2 separate regions of the Mus musculus genome follow, and region 1 is linked to region 2. The links are chromatin contacts, called in public promoter capture Hi-C maps. All regions are on one chromosome and are shown on one strand. The core of a region is the stretch at or near the end of the contact, and the rest is flanking DNA. Distances in the headings are between cores, read along the strand shown.

Region 1 (4,627 bases), core at 1,234-3,733, 110 kb after region 2:
GCAGCCCAAGTCGATAGCACCAGGAGCTGGAGACATTCATATTTTGAAATAGAGTCTTGTGTGGCCAGGGCTGGCCTCAGACTTCCTTTATAGCTGATAATGACCATGAACTCCTGATCCTCCTGCCTCTATTTACAAAATGATGGGTTATAGGCATGTGCCACCACTCTCCCTTGTGGCCATTAAATATTAATTAATAATCTATTAAATAAGACTCAGATATAAGCATTTAAATGTCAGGCAACTTTTATCTAACCTTGGAGTGACACACACATGTTCCCTATATCTCCTGGGAGAGAGCTTGGCTTACTAAGAAAAAAGTGATGTCTTTGCTACCTAGTCTTTCTTATTAAGGGGTAGGTCACACAGCTCTGGCTCTGATGGGCTGTGGGAGTTAATGTGTCATTCAATCCAGAGTCCAGGCTGGTCACCAGCACCCTCTGTGTGCATTGGCCACCTATACTTAGGCAAGTTACATAGACCCTTCCCATTGGTTTCCATATGTATATAAAGGAAATATGTAATGGCCTCCTTACAGGGTTATTAAACGAGTTAGCACAAGAGAAAAATAACCAGGCTATTAAGAGGACTAGTGGTCTCTCAGTGAGCATTAGCTGTGGCTATGATTCATCCTGGAGAAGCATCCTGGGGCATCGGTAGACTTAGTTCTAACTCTACTGGGTATGACTCTGTGACTTCGGCATTACAGACTAGCTCTCCGCTCCTTCACGTATAACATTAAAGTATTAGCGCTGGGGAGATGGCTCGGTTAGCAAAGCACTTGCCACATAAGTGTGAGGACTTGAGTTTGATGCCCAGGGCCCACTTACAATCTTATAATCTCAATCTGGGAAAGGAGAAGCAGGAGGACGCCAGGGGCTCGCTGCTATAAGGTGCACAGCTCCTGAGGAGCAACCCTGAGGTTGCCTGCTGATCCTACTCAAACACATATACATACACACATGAACACTCTCAGAAATGGCAACACACACATACACACACACATTTGTTTTGAAGTCCAGCCTTAGTGAACACATCTTTAATCGCAGCAATCAGGAGACTGAAGCAGACAGAGCTCCGTGAGTTTGAGGCCAGTTAGGGCTACATAGTGAGGCCCTGTCTTGGTAAATAAGTAAGTTAATAATAAATACAAGTTTTAAATGGTAATAGCACAGTGTGCCTGTCTTATAGAGTTGCAGTGAAGCTCAAAGAACTAGTGGATGAGAAAACACTCTGTAAACCACAGAAGCCTGGACCCAACTGGAACTGGAGGTGGAACGGGCATCTCCACTTGCCTTGGCGTGTGCAAGCATCCATGTGCTTTACACGATGGCTACTCGTCTTTATCTGCTTCCTCCGCTTGATTTGTCACATCTTGCTCTCTCTTCCATCCGCTTTGATGTCTATCTTGTGGGATACTCATCTGTTGTAGGAACTCAGTAACCTGGGACACTGAGTGAGCAGTCCTTTTCTTGTGGCCATATACTGCTGATGTCTGTTCCAGCAGTCTGCCTTCCAATGGACTGTGTGTGTTAGTCTGCCTTCAACCTCCTACCCCACACACCACACCCCACACCCCACACCGCTGCATCAGACGCACCTCCACAGAGGGCATGCACAGAGCAATTTCTGCAGTGAGGCATCCACTCATACAAGGTCCCAGGGTGTGGACATGGGCTGGGGAGGTGCCCAGTCCTGCAGCTCCTGGATGCTTCCTGCCCTCTGATTCCTCTGATCAGCCAGCAGTGCCGTTCCAGTCCTCCAAATGAGTCTCCTTCCTATTGGCAAAGCCATAATTGCCAGTTTAGTTCCCTGCCTCATCCAGACGAGGGAAACTGAGAAACCAGATCTTGCCATTTTTGCTGACCTCAAGACCTTGTTTTCTTTCTTCTTGCCTTGAGGTCTTTGGGAATGGTGATGGGAGGTGTTGAGCTCATGCTCCCACCTAACACCCTTCCTGGGGTTTGTGTATGGGGGTAGGGGGGAGTCTCATTTGCCTGATAGCATCACTTATGACCATATATCAAGACACTTGCCAGATGCAACAGCCAGGAGTAAGCTCCAAGAACACACTTGGCAGCTGGAGGAAAAGGGCTTAAGCAAACCAAAACAAGGACACTGGAGGGAGATGAGTTAGCGAGGAGGCGGCTTTCTGGTTTTCTGGGGTTTTTTTTGTTTGTTTGTTTCAGTACTGCTGGCTGCCTTCACACTTCCTGATGGAAGTGGGGACAGGTCAACAAATGACCCAGGGTCACAGATAACTTTTGCCCACACATCATTCACTTATGGGAGCACTGGCTTGAAATTGAGGGGTGTGTGCGTGCATGTATGTGTGTGCCTGGAACTGACGCGCCTTCCGCAAGCCTAAGAAGTCTGGGCTTTTTCTTTGAATGGATGATTACAACACAGAGGATGTGGCGGCATTGTTTTTCCTGCTTGATGTCACACCACCACCCTTTAAAAGTCCCGGGGAAAAAAGGAGGGAATCTAGCCCAGGATCCCCACCTCAGTTCTCAGCTTCTTCCTAGGAAGAAGAGAAAGGCCAGCAAGGGCCCAGCCTGTCTGGGAGTGTCAGATTTCAAACTCAGCATTAGCCACTCAGTGCTGTGCAATGCTAGGGACCTGCCTTAGACTCCTGGTGGGCGTGCTCTGCACTGTCTGCAGCTTGGGCACTGCTAGAGCCTATCCGGACACTTCCCCATTGCTTGGCTCCAACTGGGGAAGCCTGACCCACCTGTACACGGCTACAGCCAGGACCAGCTATCACCTACAGATCCATAGGGATGGTCATGTAGATGGCACCCCCCATCAGACCATCTACAGTGAGTATGGGTTCCAGGTTGGGAAGAGGGGAAACTCTCTGCTGTTGACCTACAGAGGTATTGGGGAAACCTTGGGCTAGATAAATTGTCTAGTTTCTTGTATGCATAGTTTTGGGGTGTGTGTGTGTGTGTGTGTGTGTGTGTGTAACCTAAAAGGAAGATTTTTTTTCTTCCCCTTTATTATTTGACTCACAAGTTTTTCTCAACCTGAATAATTGCTATTGTAACCCATTTCCAATAATGAGAGATAATTTTCTTTTCTTCTGCTCAAGAATTAGAGGGAAAGATGGACAGAAAGACAAGGGCTCAAAGAGAAGAATAACCCAGACAGAACTTAACTGGGAGAGACTAGTCAGGGTTACATTGTGAGACTGTCTGGAAACTAAAGCAAACCTTCTCAAGAGACATTATGTTAAAGACAGACCACCAAGCTGCTTTGTCTTAGCAAGTCTGACTGAATGCATCCACTCAGCAGGTGTGCAGGGTACTTCAGAAGCGTCCTGTGTGGTTGGTTGGTGGTTCTTCTCTGAGAAGCTGAAATGTGTTTAGTTGCTAACAAAACTGATTAGCTAGTGGTGAACTCACTGGTGATGTGAAACAATTGGAATATTCTTAAGGATGGAGTCTATGGAAAATTGGATCACTAATCATACCTGTCAATCAACCAGATGTATTCAACTGAAAGCCCCTTCCAGCATAAGGAATAACACATAGAAAATAGAGTGGCAAGAGAGATGGGTATTGGAAGAGACACATGTTCTATGTTACAGACAAGCAAAAAGTATTCTAAATGGGGCTGGAGAAATGGCTCAGCAGCTAAGGGCACTTGCTGCTCTTACAGAGGGTCCAGGTCCAGTCTAGCACCCAAGTGGTAGCTTATAGCAATCTATAACTCCAATTCCGGGAGGTTCAATGCCCTCTTCTGACCTCTGATGGCACTGAAGAAATGTGGTACACAGAAATACAAGCAGACAAGACAGCTATACACAAAGAATAAGACAAAACAAAACTGAAAAATTACTCCAAGAGGGTACAGAAGATGCAGCTAGGCTCTGTGCCATGTAGAGCACTGAGCAGTGGCAGTTTGCACTTCACTAAAGAACTTTCTGTAAGGATTATGATCGCCTCTGTGCTGTTGTAGTAGGTGAGCCCATTTCCTGGATGTGGCCTTGCTGTGCGAACAATCTTCTCTCTGCTAGAAACCAACAGACCTTAAACCTAGCAGCCAGGTACAGGCACACGCAAAGCCAGCAGCTTACACCTGCCCACGGGCTACACTGACAGGAAATGGGAGGACGAGGAAGAGGAGGAGAAAGGCTCTCTCCAAACACAAGGCATGCTCCAAAACTCAGGGGTCTAAAGGGGGGCTTGGGGTTACCTCTTGGAAGTCAGGTTTGAGGCTGATGTGGAGAATCTGGAGTAAATGTGGGTACATTCCATGGGTTCCCAGAACTGTTTGTGTTCTGTGGACAGGACTTACAAGGTGCCTGACACCACACAACCCTCTGCCACTGGAAATGTGACATAGTTCTTCATAGACCTCTTGTCTCCCGGTGCATTATTCAACTTTTAGGAAATGCCATTGTAGCCTTCTCTCCGGAAGACATCCCTGACTTCCGCTGCAATACTACATGTGATTTCAAGTACTGGACAGTAGATAAGGGTGAACTATTTTGGTTCTAGAGATTGGAAATTTGCTTCTGATTAGAGGATGTGCATTCCACTTTCCTAGAATCATAGAATCTCTTTGTTGAAAGGTGGTCAGTCTGGAACAGTCCAGGCTTGGGTAGGGAGGATGTGTGAGA
Region 2 (4,733 bases), core at 2,105-4,604:
TACACAGCTAGTGTGTTCAGACAGGGAGCGTTACACAGCTAGTGTGTTCAGACAGGGAGCGTTACACAGCTAGTGTGTTCAGACAGGCAGCGTTACACAGCTAGTGTGTTCAGACAGGCAGCGTTACACAGCTAGTGTGTTCAGACAGGGAGCTTAACACAGCTAGTGTGTTCAGACAGGGAGCGTTACACAGCTAGTGTGTTCAGACAGGGAGCGTTACACAGCTAGTGTGTTCAGACAGGGAGCGTTACACAGCTAGTGTGTTCAGACAGGCAGCGTTACACAGCTAGTGTGTTCAGACAGGCAGCGTTACACAGCTAGTGTGTTCAGACAGGGAGCGTTACACAGCTAGTGTGTTCAGACAGGGAGCGTTACACAGCTAGTGTGTTCAGACAGGGAGCGTTACACAGCTAGTGTGTTCAGACAGGGAGCGTTACACAGCTAGTGTGTTCAGACAGGCAGCATTACACAGCTAGTGTGTTCAGACAGGGAGCGTTACACAGCTAGTGTGTTCAGACAGGCAGCGTTACACAGCTAGTGTGTTCAGACAGGCAGCGTTACACAGCTAGTGTGTTCAGACAGGGAGCGTTACACAGCTAGTGTGTTCAGACAGGGAGCGTTACACAGCTAGTGTGTTCAGACAGGGAGCGTTACACAGCTAGTGTGTTCAGACAGGGAGCCTTACACAGCTAGTGTGTTCAGACAGGGAGCGTTACACAGCTAGTGTGTTCAGACAGGCAGCGTTACACAGCTAGTGTGTTCAGACAGGGAGCGTTACACAGCTAGTGTGTTCAGACAGGGAGCGTTACACAGCTAGTGTGTTCAGACAGGGAGCGTTACACAGCTAGTGTGTTCAGACAGGCAGCGTTACACAGCTAGTGTGTTCAGACAGGCAGCGTTACACAGCTAGTGTGTTCAGACAGGGAGCGTTACACAGCTAGTGTGTTCAGACAGGGAGCGTTACACAGCTAATGTGTTCAGAAAGGGAGCGTTACACAGCTAGTGTGTTCAGACAGGGAGCGTTACACAGCTAGTGTGTTCAGACAGGCAGCGTTACACAGCTAGTGTGTTCAGACAGGGAGCGTTACACAGCTAGTGTGTTCAGACAGGGAGCGTTACACAGCTAGTGTGTTCAGACAGGGAGCGTTACACAGCTAGTGTGTTCAGACAGGGAGCGTTACACAGCTAGTGTGTTCAGGCAGGGAGCGTTACACAGCTAGTGTGTTCAGATAGGGAGCGTTACACAGCTAGTGTGTTCAGACAGGGAGCGTTACACAGCTAGTGTGTTCAGACAGGGAGCGTTACACAGCTAGTGTGTTCAGACAGGCAGCGTTACACAGCTAGTGTGTTCAGACAGGGAGCGTTACACAGCTAGTGTGTTCAGACAGGCAGCGTTACACAGCTAGTGTGTTCAGACAGGGAGCGTTACACAGCTAGTGTGTTCAGACAGGGAGTGTTACACAGCTAGTGTGTTCAGACAGGGTTTTGAGTTCTGTTTTAGTGTGTGCTGTTTAATAACTTGAAGGTCTGGCTGTTTTCTAATATGGAATGCCATTTCAAAATAGATTGCAAAGTAGTTTTTAACTTAACTGGTGTCAGTAGATTGCCTCTAAAAGATGGCTACTTTGAGAAGTAGTACTCATTTTGTATTTGTGACAAGAGAATGCTTATGACATGGAGGTATATTTTCTATTAAAAATGTGCATATATGTAAATAATGTGTTCCGTTTTAACAATGTATGCTCACTCAGAATGTTTCTCATTATCCAACACTTATCCTTCCAAGAAAATATCATGCCTCAAAAACAAAAAAAGGAATTATTGATTGTTGGAAAAAGTTCAGTTTGAAGCGCTGTCACACATCTGCTTGAAATCCATTGTAAATAGTGTCAGATGAGACAGTCAATTTCATGAATGTGCTGAATATAAAATGATTCTTGGTGTTGCTATCTAGTTCAGAGCAGGTTATAGCAACAACAGTGAGTCAGAGTCTAAAAATAAAGATAGCCGCACCACAGCTATCTAATGAAGTTATTTTATGTGCAGCTAACTCAGTGCCCTGACCTCTCAGAAGACAACTAGAGTGTTGTGAAGCGCAATGTAGCCAAACCATGTGGGGTCAAGGCTGGCCCCACCTCTTACCTCTGACCCCTGCTTAGATAGCAGCTGACTGAAACCTTTCTTCTCCAAATAAAATGAAGAGATGTAGCTAAATTATACTGCCCATGCTTAGTGTTTGCAGCAGAGGAGGGAGGGAGCAAGGGCGCTCGCAGCGCCTGGGAATGCGTAAGCCCCGTGTGAAGCCTGGGGCAGAGTGGCAGGAGTGGAGAGGCAGCTAGTACACTTTGGCTATGTGGTTGTTTTGAAAGAGGAGGGGTAAGATGTTTTCATATTTCTGAAATATTTCTTTGTGTTCTATTTTCTTTATGACTAGATTCTGGAAACCAAAATGGAGGAAGTGATGATAAGTCTAAGAATGCTGAGAGAAACTATTTAAATATTTTACCTGGTAAGTATTATTTTGTTTTACATTCTTACTTTCCTATAGTCACACACACTAAAATAGTGGATTTGAAACATGAGTTCTTACGCTGCTCATTTATAAAGTGTTGAACCATATGTGCCTTTGAAACAGCACTTGATCCATATAATCCATATAACACACAGATGTTCTCCACTGCAAAGCCCCGCTTGTATACCAGTAATGACTTCTGGATCCACAGAGAAAACCCATAGTCATATGCAGTTTCCATGATTTTATATTTTTCATTTTCTCCCATACATTGTTTCTTAGTTACTAAGGAATGAGCCAAGAGGTGTTTTTACTCTAAAATATAAGCAGTGGTGCATGGAAATGCATGTGATTAGACCGTGGCAGGGCCTTTTGATGCAAGCTCACATCTCCCTTCGCAGCCTTCCCCCTGTGTCTTCCCCTGTTGCTACCGGACACATTTAACCCCAGGAGCGCGAGCTCTCAGTCTTCCTTGTGGTTGCGCTCACTCGCTGGTTCTTAGGCAGCAAGCAGAAGCCCTGGGTGCTCTGTAGACGTGAGCTCTTGAACAGTGGTCGGCTTTATAGTTTCAGAAATAGCCCTTCCTTGATAGTTTTCTCTTCTCTTTTATGTAGTTTCTCACTTCCTTCCTCAGACCTTGAACACTCGGGCCACATCACTAACTTAAGGGAAAGTCATTCCCATTTCGGCCCTCATCTTAGAAGGCATAGCCCGTTGGGCTGTGGTCATCAGCCTCCAAGCTTCCTCCCACCTTCGCATCTCCTGCCTTGGTGGATAATGTTAGACTCACCACAAGCCGTTTCCTCCCTCTGTGGAACAGGAGCCTGTCTGTTATTCTTTGTAGGCCCATGCCCTGAGTCATCACACTGGCTTTCTAGGATAGGAGTGTGGTAGCCGTTACTGCTGTGGAAGTGCCTGTATCTCCTGATCAGTTCATTTCCTTCCTTCCTTGAAGAAAGCCTATCATTATTACCACTAAACAAGGAATGATATGCCTTTAGTCTGGGGTAGGCAGGAGTATTAAATTGCCTACCACATATGCTGACAGGGTCTGAATTTCCATACCCAGCATATTGATAGGCGATGAAAAACATCTCCATCAAAACTTATTTCAAGTCATGAAGAAAACCAGGTATATTACATACTTTTAAATTTTTTAATTTTTCCTTTTAAGTTTTTTATACAATATGTTTTTATCCTATGTCCTTCCCCTTCACCCAGGAATAGTTGTTTCTTTATGATGGTCTTGGTACCCAACAGCTTATTCCATGCAGTTCTCCAGCAGCCTCATCAAACAAGCAGTTAGCCTGAATCCCACATTTTCTGTGCAAAGTGCCAGGTGAGAAAGTAAAAGTGAGTCCTCAGTCTCACCTAGCCAAAGACTGCTGGAGAGCAGCAGGTCTCCTCCACTTCCAACCCGGACCCTTCTCTACGCTATCTCAGTAATTTGTTACTACAGCCAGCACCTGGACTGGCCCCCATTTTATTAATGGGTAAAATGAGACCAAGAGGCAAGTCATTTAAGGACGGACAAAGCAGTGCCAGATTGGGGATTAGGAGCACCTGACCGGCTCACGGAGTTGTCTTCCCTCACTGCTGGCCCACACCCAAGGCCAGTGTTGGGAGGCCCATCCACTGAGATGAGGCAGACACATCTGGGGCCCAGGAGGCCACTGCCTCGCGTGCTCTGCTCCGTTGTGACAAGCCCAGCCCCGCCACATGATCTCCTTTCTACTTCTCTCTGGCTGGCTTATTTTATACCTCTATCTATGCCCTTTGTGTTCTTTTAATTGTTTGCCCGTTTGTTTTTAAAGAAAACTTTTTGCTTAGGTCCCCTGAGAGGCATCTTTAACTACAGCTTATACACACTGGTAACTAAAGATGCTGAAGTGCGAAAGCACTTTATATTTTTATTACATTTGTTTAGATGCGTGCACGCGCGCGCGCGCGTGTGTGTGTGTGTGTGTGTGTGTGTGTGTGTGTGTGTGTTCTGTCTGTGTTCATGTGTGTGCTCATGTTAAGACCAGAGGATAATTTGTGGTATTAGTTCTCTCCTTCCCCCATGGTCTTGGGGATCAAACTCATACTGTCAGTGTTGGCAGCCATCACCTTTACCCACCGAGCCCTCTTACCTAGCCAAAGTACTCCTATAAAATATTTTCCCCAGCTGGGCAGTGGTGGTGCACGCCTTTAATCCCAGCACTTGAGAGGCAGAGGCAGG

Evidence for each region. Promoter capture Hi-C pulls out the DNA fragments that hold promoters and counts their contacts.
Region 1: a promoter capture Hi-C map of the HPC-7 cell line shows a contact between it and region 2. The contact joins the promoter of Fgf23 here to the enhancer-like site in region 2. A contact is called at or near these places in 14 of 39 promoter capture datasets (3T3-L1-derived adipocytes, the C10 cell line, the HPC-7 cell line and 7 more), 3 of 15 datasets of contacts at CTCF or cohesin (the NIH/3T3 cell line and hippocampal excitatory neurons), 93 of 484 Hi-C or Micro-C datasets (the AML12 cell line, the C2C12 cell line, the C3H10T1/2 cell line and 48 more), 21 of 115 datasets of contacts at active chromatin or transcription factors (the NIH/3T3 cell line, PVALB interneurons, astrocytes and 11 more) and 5 of 9 other capture datasets (adipose tissue, embryonic stem cells, embryonic tail and 2 more).

The regions. Positions count from the first base shown.
Region 1 is chr6:127,070,419-127,075,045 of GRCm38.p6, forward strand. Fgf23 (fibroblast growth factor 23) reads left to right here and starts at 2,484. Exons shown (of 3, transcript NM_022657.4): 1 at 2,484-2,822. The coding sequence starts at 2,612.
Region 2 is chr6:126,959,532-126,964,264 of GRCm38.p6, forward strand. D6Wsu163e (DNA segment, Chr 6, Wayne State University 163, expressed) reads left to right here. Exons shown (of 14, transcript NM_138594.3): 10 at 2,435-2,509. Among named protein-coding and RNA genes, the nearest start is that of D6Wsu163e, 22 kb to the left of the region's middle. Within about 2 kb of position 3,355, at least 18 of the 459 cell types and tissues checked have an H3K27ac peak or open chromatin away from gene starts, as enhancers often do. A contact at or near this core is called in the HPC-7 cell line, PVALB interneurons, granulosa cells and 1 more, where this site is marked.